2 separate regions of the Mus musculus genome follow, and region 1 is linked to region 2. The links are chromatin contacts, called in public Hi-C maps. All regions are on one chromosome and are shown on one strand. Each heading gives the region's core, a stretch centred on a gene start, on an enhancer-like site or on the middle of the called end of the contact. The rest is flanking DNA. Distances are from core to core; before and after follow the strand shown. Region 1 has its middle 32 kb from the start of Mbnl1. Region 2 has its middle 11 kb from the start of Gm33650.

What was found. A called contact is a pair of places that touch in the nucleus more often than the background predicts.
Region 1: a contact with region 2 is called in a Hi-C map of bone marrow-derived macrophages, with 4 times the contacts expected there. The contact joins two enhancer-like sites. A contact is called at or near these places in 9 of 39 promoter capture datasets (the C10 cell line, the HPC-7 cell line, HPC-7-derived erythroid cells and 5 more), 1 of 15 datasets of contacts at CTCF or cohesin (pro-B cells), 22 of 484 Hi-C or Micro-C datasets (B cells, CD8 T cells, the G1E-ER4 cell line and 15 more), 14 of 115 datasets of contacts at active chromatin or transcription factors (the 230-238 cell line, CD8 T cells, DN3 thymocytes and 8 more) and 3 of 9 other capture datasets (adipose tissue, liver and macrophages).

The regions. Positions count from the first base shown.
Region 1 is chr3:60,468,319-60,471,018 of GRCm38.p6, reverse strand. No RefSeq gene overlaps it. Among named protein-coding and RNA genes, the nearest start is that of Mbnl1, 32 kb to the left of the region's middle. Within about 2 kb of position 1,423, at least 51 of the 459 cell types and tissues checked have an H3K27ac peak or open chromatin away from gene starts, as enhancers often do. A contact at or near this core is called in the G1E-ER4 cell line, acute myeloid leukemia, adipose tissue and 4 more, where this site is marked.
Region 2 is chr3:60,319,128-60,321,827 of GRCm38.p6, reverse strand. No RefSeq gene overlaps it. Among named protein-coding and RNA genes, the nearest start is that of Gm33650, 11 kb to the right of the region's middle. Within about 2 kb of position 1,442, at least 33 of the 459 cell types and tissues checked have an H3K27ac peak or open chromatin away from gene starts, as enhancers often do. A contact at or near this core is called in the G1E-ER4 cell line, acute myeloid leukemia, adipose tissue and 4 more, where this site is marked.

The DNA.
Region 1 (2,700 bases), core at 174-2,673, 150 kb before region 2:
TTGTGATGGTTTAAATAGGTATGGCCCTATGAACTCATGTGTTTGAATGCTTAGTGATAGGGAGTGACACTATGAGGATTATGTGTGGCCTTGTTAGAGGAAGTGTGTCACTGTGGGGGTGGGCTTTGATATCTCCTATGCTCAAGCTATACTTAGTGTGGCACACAGTCTCCTGTTGCCTGTGGATCAAGATGTAGAACTCTCAGCTTCTTCTCTAGCATCATGTCTGTCTGCTTGCATGCTGCGATGCTTCCCACCATGAAAATAATGGACTGTAAACCTCTGAACTATAAGCCAGTCCCAACCAAATGTTTTCCTTTACAAGAGTTGCCATGGTCATGGTGTCTCTTTACAGCATAAAACCCTAACTAAAACAGATATATAATTTTAAGTTGCCAGAATTCTGTGCATGATGAAATCCCATGCCAGACTCCCTCTATGTGCCTAGTGGACCCACATTGTGCGCACTACCTACCCACAGTCAATTATTATCTACTTTGGTTCTTAGTAGCCCTGCCACACTGTCTTAGGACCTGTACTCAAGTAACCCTGTTTTACTTGATAACGACCCCAACATTCTAGAATAGTGATGCTCTACCCACTTTAATGTACCAAGAGAAGCCATGAAGGACTCCCTCAAAAGGAAAAGGCGAACACTCTTGGCAATTCAAGAAGAAAATAGATCTCATGGTGATGTAATTAATGTTCATGGTAAGGACACAGAAAACACTCACTGGCATAAGTAGGGTTTGGTGCCAATTGTTCTCATGCTTCTACTGTGAGAAAATCTTGAAATATTACCATTTTAGATAATGGGTGGACCACAGAAGTTACGTCTCTTTCCTGACATCAGTACTCTGTCTCTTCTGTCTAGAAGATGAGCATTTATGCTTCTGTGCATTTATTTTGGTGACTATGCTTGAGGTTTTGCCAGCTTCCCAACTTTTGCTCTGGCTAACTAATCCAGCCTACTGCTCTCTTTTTCTTCATCTGAATTTTTTGAGGTAATTACCAACACTGTTTCCTCGTGTCTTTCTTCTATGTTTGTATCAAATGTAACATAGATTTCACCATTTTAGCATGTTATCTGTACCTTCTGAAGCCATCAAGTGCATCCACATTTTTGGAACCTTTAGCTCTTAGCCTTCAGGACTTTCTCATCTATGAACACTGAACAACAACCTGCCCTCCCTGTGCTCCCTAGCAACCACTATTCTATTTCCAGGACTTGACTATTCTAGGTACTATACATAAATGGACTCACATGGTCTTTGCTCTCCTGTGTCTGGTTTATTTCATTTAGGTTCATAAGTGTCTAGCCTCTGTCCAAGTTACCTTCTTTTCTCAAGTTTGGCCAGAGTTCTGCTGTGTGAATATGCCACATTTTGTTCATCTGTCAGGGGACAGTGGGTTGTTTCTTCCCTTGGGGGGTTATGGAGGGTGCTGACCTACACATTGTTGTGCAAGTATCTGGTTGAGCCTCTGCTTCCAGTTCTTTTTGATACACACACACACACACACACACACACACACACACACACACACACACAAAATGATACATCCTCTATTGCCACGGTTAATGTTGGGAGGAAGTGGAACACTATTAAGTTTATTCGTGTCACACTGTCCTTCTGCATTTGTATTCTTGCTTCCTCTTATTCACCAAGTCTCCTTGTTAGTCAGGAAATGAGCTCTGTCACCAAACTGCAAACACATTAAAGGCTTCTCTTGCCATCACTTTTCAGCACATGCCCTCTACTGACCACTTCCTCTCCCTGGAAGTTGAGTTTCCATTCTGGGCTTCCTCCTCGCCTTCTCTGATTTTCTCATAGGAGCTTCTAGCTGTGTAAATGTTAGATACTGCTTTTTCTCATAATTTAGTCTGATAAATTGTCTCATCACACTGTATTTTCAACATGTTTCTACTTGAAGTTTCCATTAGCAAATAGTAACCAATTCTTAATCTTTCCCTTCAGAATGCATGTTTTCCTGGAGAAGTTTTGATGATACATCCTCTATTGCCACGGTTAATGTTGGGAGGAAGTGGAACACTATTAAGTTTATTCGTGTCACACTGTCCTTCTGCATTTGTATTCTTGCTTCCTCTTATTCACCAAGTCTCCTTGTTAGTCAGGAAATGAGCTCTGTCACCAAACTGCAAACACATTAAAGGCTTCTCTTGCCATCACTTTTCAGCACATGCCCTCTACTGACCACTTCCTCTCCCTGGAAGTTGAGTTTCCATTCTGGGCTTCCTCCTCGCCTTCTCTGATTTTCTCATAGGAGCTTCTAGCTGTGTAAATGTTAGATACTGCTTTTTCTCATAATTTAGTCTGATAAATTGTCTCATCACACTGTATTTTCAACATGTTTCTACTTGAAGTTTCCATTAGCAAATAGTAACCAATTCTTAATCTTTCCCTTCAGAATGCATGTTTTCCTGGAGAAGTTTTGATGTTACAAAGTCCTAGGTGTTTCCATGTAATGTGGAAGAAAATAAAATCAAAGATCTGCTTCTATTATTCATTAAGCAAGGCAACCATTATTTCTGTGACATTTCCTCATCTGTAAGGGGGGCCTTAAATATTCACCTAAAAATATTATTGGAAGGTTACAAAACAAAAGGTACGTTCTTAAGGATTGTAATATAACATAAAGACAAAAAGTCCACTCAAATTCTCTCCATTGTTTTGCTACCCA
Region 2 (2,700 bases), core at 193-2,692:
TTGTATCTATTCCTCATAGGTTCTGTATACCAGCTGGGCAAAACTTTTGCAGACTGGCTTGCTGTGCTTGCTCTTATCTGGACAGCAGGGCTATCTCATATGCAGTGATATCCCCCTCGGATTTATCTTTCCCCAGTGTTACCAATCCTACTATTTTCACCGCAGCATTTATTTTAAGCCTTATATTTTCTTTAACAGAATACAATGTAACATTTATACAATAATATAAATTTCCCAGTGATTTATACAAAATTACTCTCTTTGCTATGAATTTAATCACATTTGCAATTATAAACTAAGTTGGGTTAACTATTAGATTATATTTTATTGTATCTTTATAATCTTGGTTTTATTCTGAAAATAATATTCCAATCAAAATTATTTCTTCTAGCTCTTAAATGAGATTGTGGCCCCAATTTCATGTTGATTTATTTCTGTGCCTCCTTCTACATCAAATGAATTAATCACCCCGCCCTCCAGTTAGGAAGCAAAATAATATTTAACTAGAGAGATTATTGCGAAATAATTTATCTGATAATGACTTTCATTGGCAAGTTAACGAGAGACACATTTGTAAGGAATTAAGGGTTTCAAGCTGAATAGACTTAAAAATAAGTTCAATGTATTTGTTTACATGAAATAGCCAATATTAAGGTAATGAGAAATATACATCCTTCTTAGGATGTATATATAAAGGACATTCTGGATTTGATTGCACTGTTATAAGAGACTAAACAGTGCTCATAATAGAAAGTACCACCACCTTTATATTTCCTTTATTTTCCTAGGAAATTAATATTTACTCCACTCCACCATGTCCCACACCTATCTGTGTAGAGAAGATAAGCTCATGTTATCCAGTGTCTGAACTGAGGACAAGGCTAACTATCAGTAGGACTGATGGGAACTGATTGCAACTATTGCTCCTGGGATACTGTCAAAGAGGGTGTGGGGCCTTGAGAAAGTTCAGCTACTGAAACATGACCTGTAGGAATTCGAGGAGATGAGGGGGAGAAATTTAACAGAAGAATTATCACTGTACTCTCAACAGCCATTTCTGAGACTACCACACCCTAGAGAGGTCTAAGAGGTGATGAGTCACATGACACAAAGGTAAAAAAATATCTCTCAGACTGCTTATGCTGCTACCACCACCAATACCACCTATGTTGTTGTGGTCTGGATATAGCCATTCAAACATTCAGTGGATCATTTCTTGCCTTTTCTGGACTCTGCAAGAAGGTACACTCAGTACCTTGTGTTGAGGGATCACCACTCCTTGTGGTGGTTTGAGTAGGTTTGGTCCCCATAGGTTCATGTTTTGAATGCCTGGCTCACAGGGAGTGACACTATTAGGAAGTGTGGCATAGCTGGAGTAAGTGTGGCCTTGTTGGAGGAAGTACATCTCTATGGGTGTTGGCTTTGAGGTTTCCTATGCTCTAGTTCCACCCAGTGCAGAAGAGAGCCTCCTCCTGGCTGCCTGTGGAAGACATTCTCCTCCAGAGTGTCTTCAGATCAAGATGCAGAATTCTCCTCCACTCCTCTAGCACCATATTTACCTTCCTGCTGCCTTGCTTCCTGCCTGATAATGGACTAGACTTCTGAAACTGTAAGCTATCCCCAATTCAATGTTTGCCTATTTAAGAGTAGCCTTGGTCATTGTGTCTTCACAGAAATGGAAATTCTAATGACGATACCTTTAAACCTGATACTGGAGAGGGCAGCTGTGCCTCATGTGGGGTGACAGTGAGAAGTCTCTTGCTCTGGAGGAGCTAGGTGGTGACCCTCCCTGATTACTCTCCTGGGGAAAATCCTAGTCAATTGTAAGCAATGTGTGCACAGACATCAAAAGACAGGGAGAAGAACTCTCAAAAGAGGAGCAAGGGAAGCTAACTTTCCCATGTATGTACATACGCAAGGGGAAAAGTGCTTGTCCAAGTTAAGGATGTTCAGGGCCACTTATGGCTTTCAGTAAGGATAAACATGGGAACAATATCAGTGTCCCCAAGCATCCTTGATACTGTCATCTTTGAGAGAAGATCACTGAGGTCAAAGCCACATATCAAAGGTCACTGTTATTGAGTTTGAATGCTAACTGATTTTTAAAATGTGGCATTTGTATACTCATTACTTGGCAATGTTAGTATATAGGTGTGTGGTAGATTCTTTAATGCTTTGAGACTATAAACAGGTCTCTCCAATGGCGATCAATATAACATGAAAAAAGTTACATGCTAGTTTTCTGTAGGTTAATTTGTCACTGTTTATCACTTGCTACTGGTACATTTCGAAGATCAACAAATTGTTGACCTTTAATTAAACTATAGCAAGGAAGGTACTACTGCAAAAACCAGCACATGCTAAACAGCACTGCTTCACTTGTTGTTCTGTTGATTATACCTATAATATTTTTGGAAGAAACCTTTGTATTAAACTTGAAGTAATTTGCTTAGAGTCACTAGGTTAGAAATGACACAATTTCTCTGCTCAAATTTATTTTACTAGATCTTTGAAATGTCTCTATTACTAATAAGTGAGTGGCATTGCTCTCTCTGTCTCTCTGTCTCTGTCTCTGTCTCTGTGTCTCTCTGACTTGCAAACATAAATTGAGTGGCTAACAATATTAACTTCGATTCTGCACAGGCTCCAGACATCTGGCCACTTTCCCTGCCAGAGGAAAGGGGTCCACCCAGCCCAGGA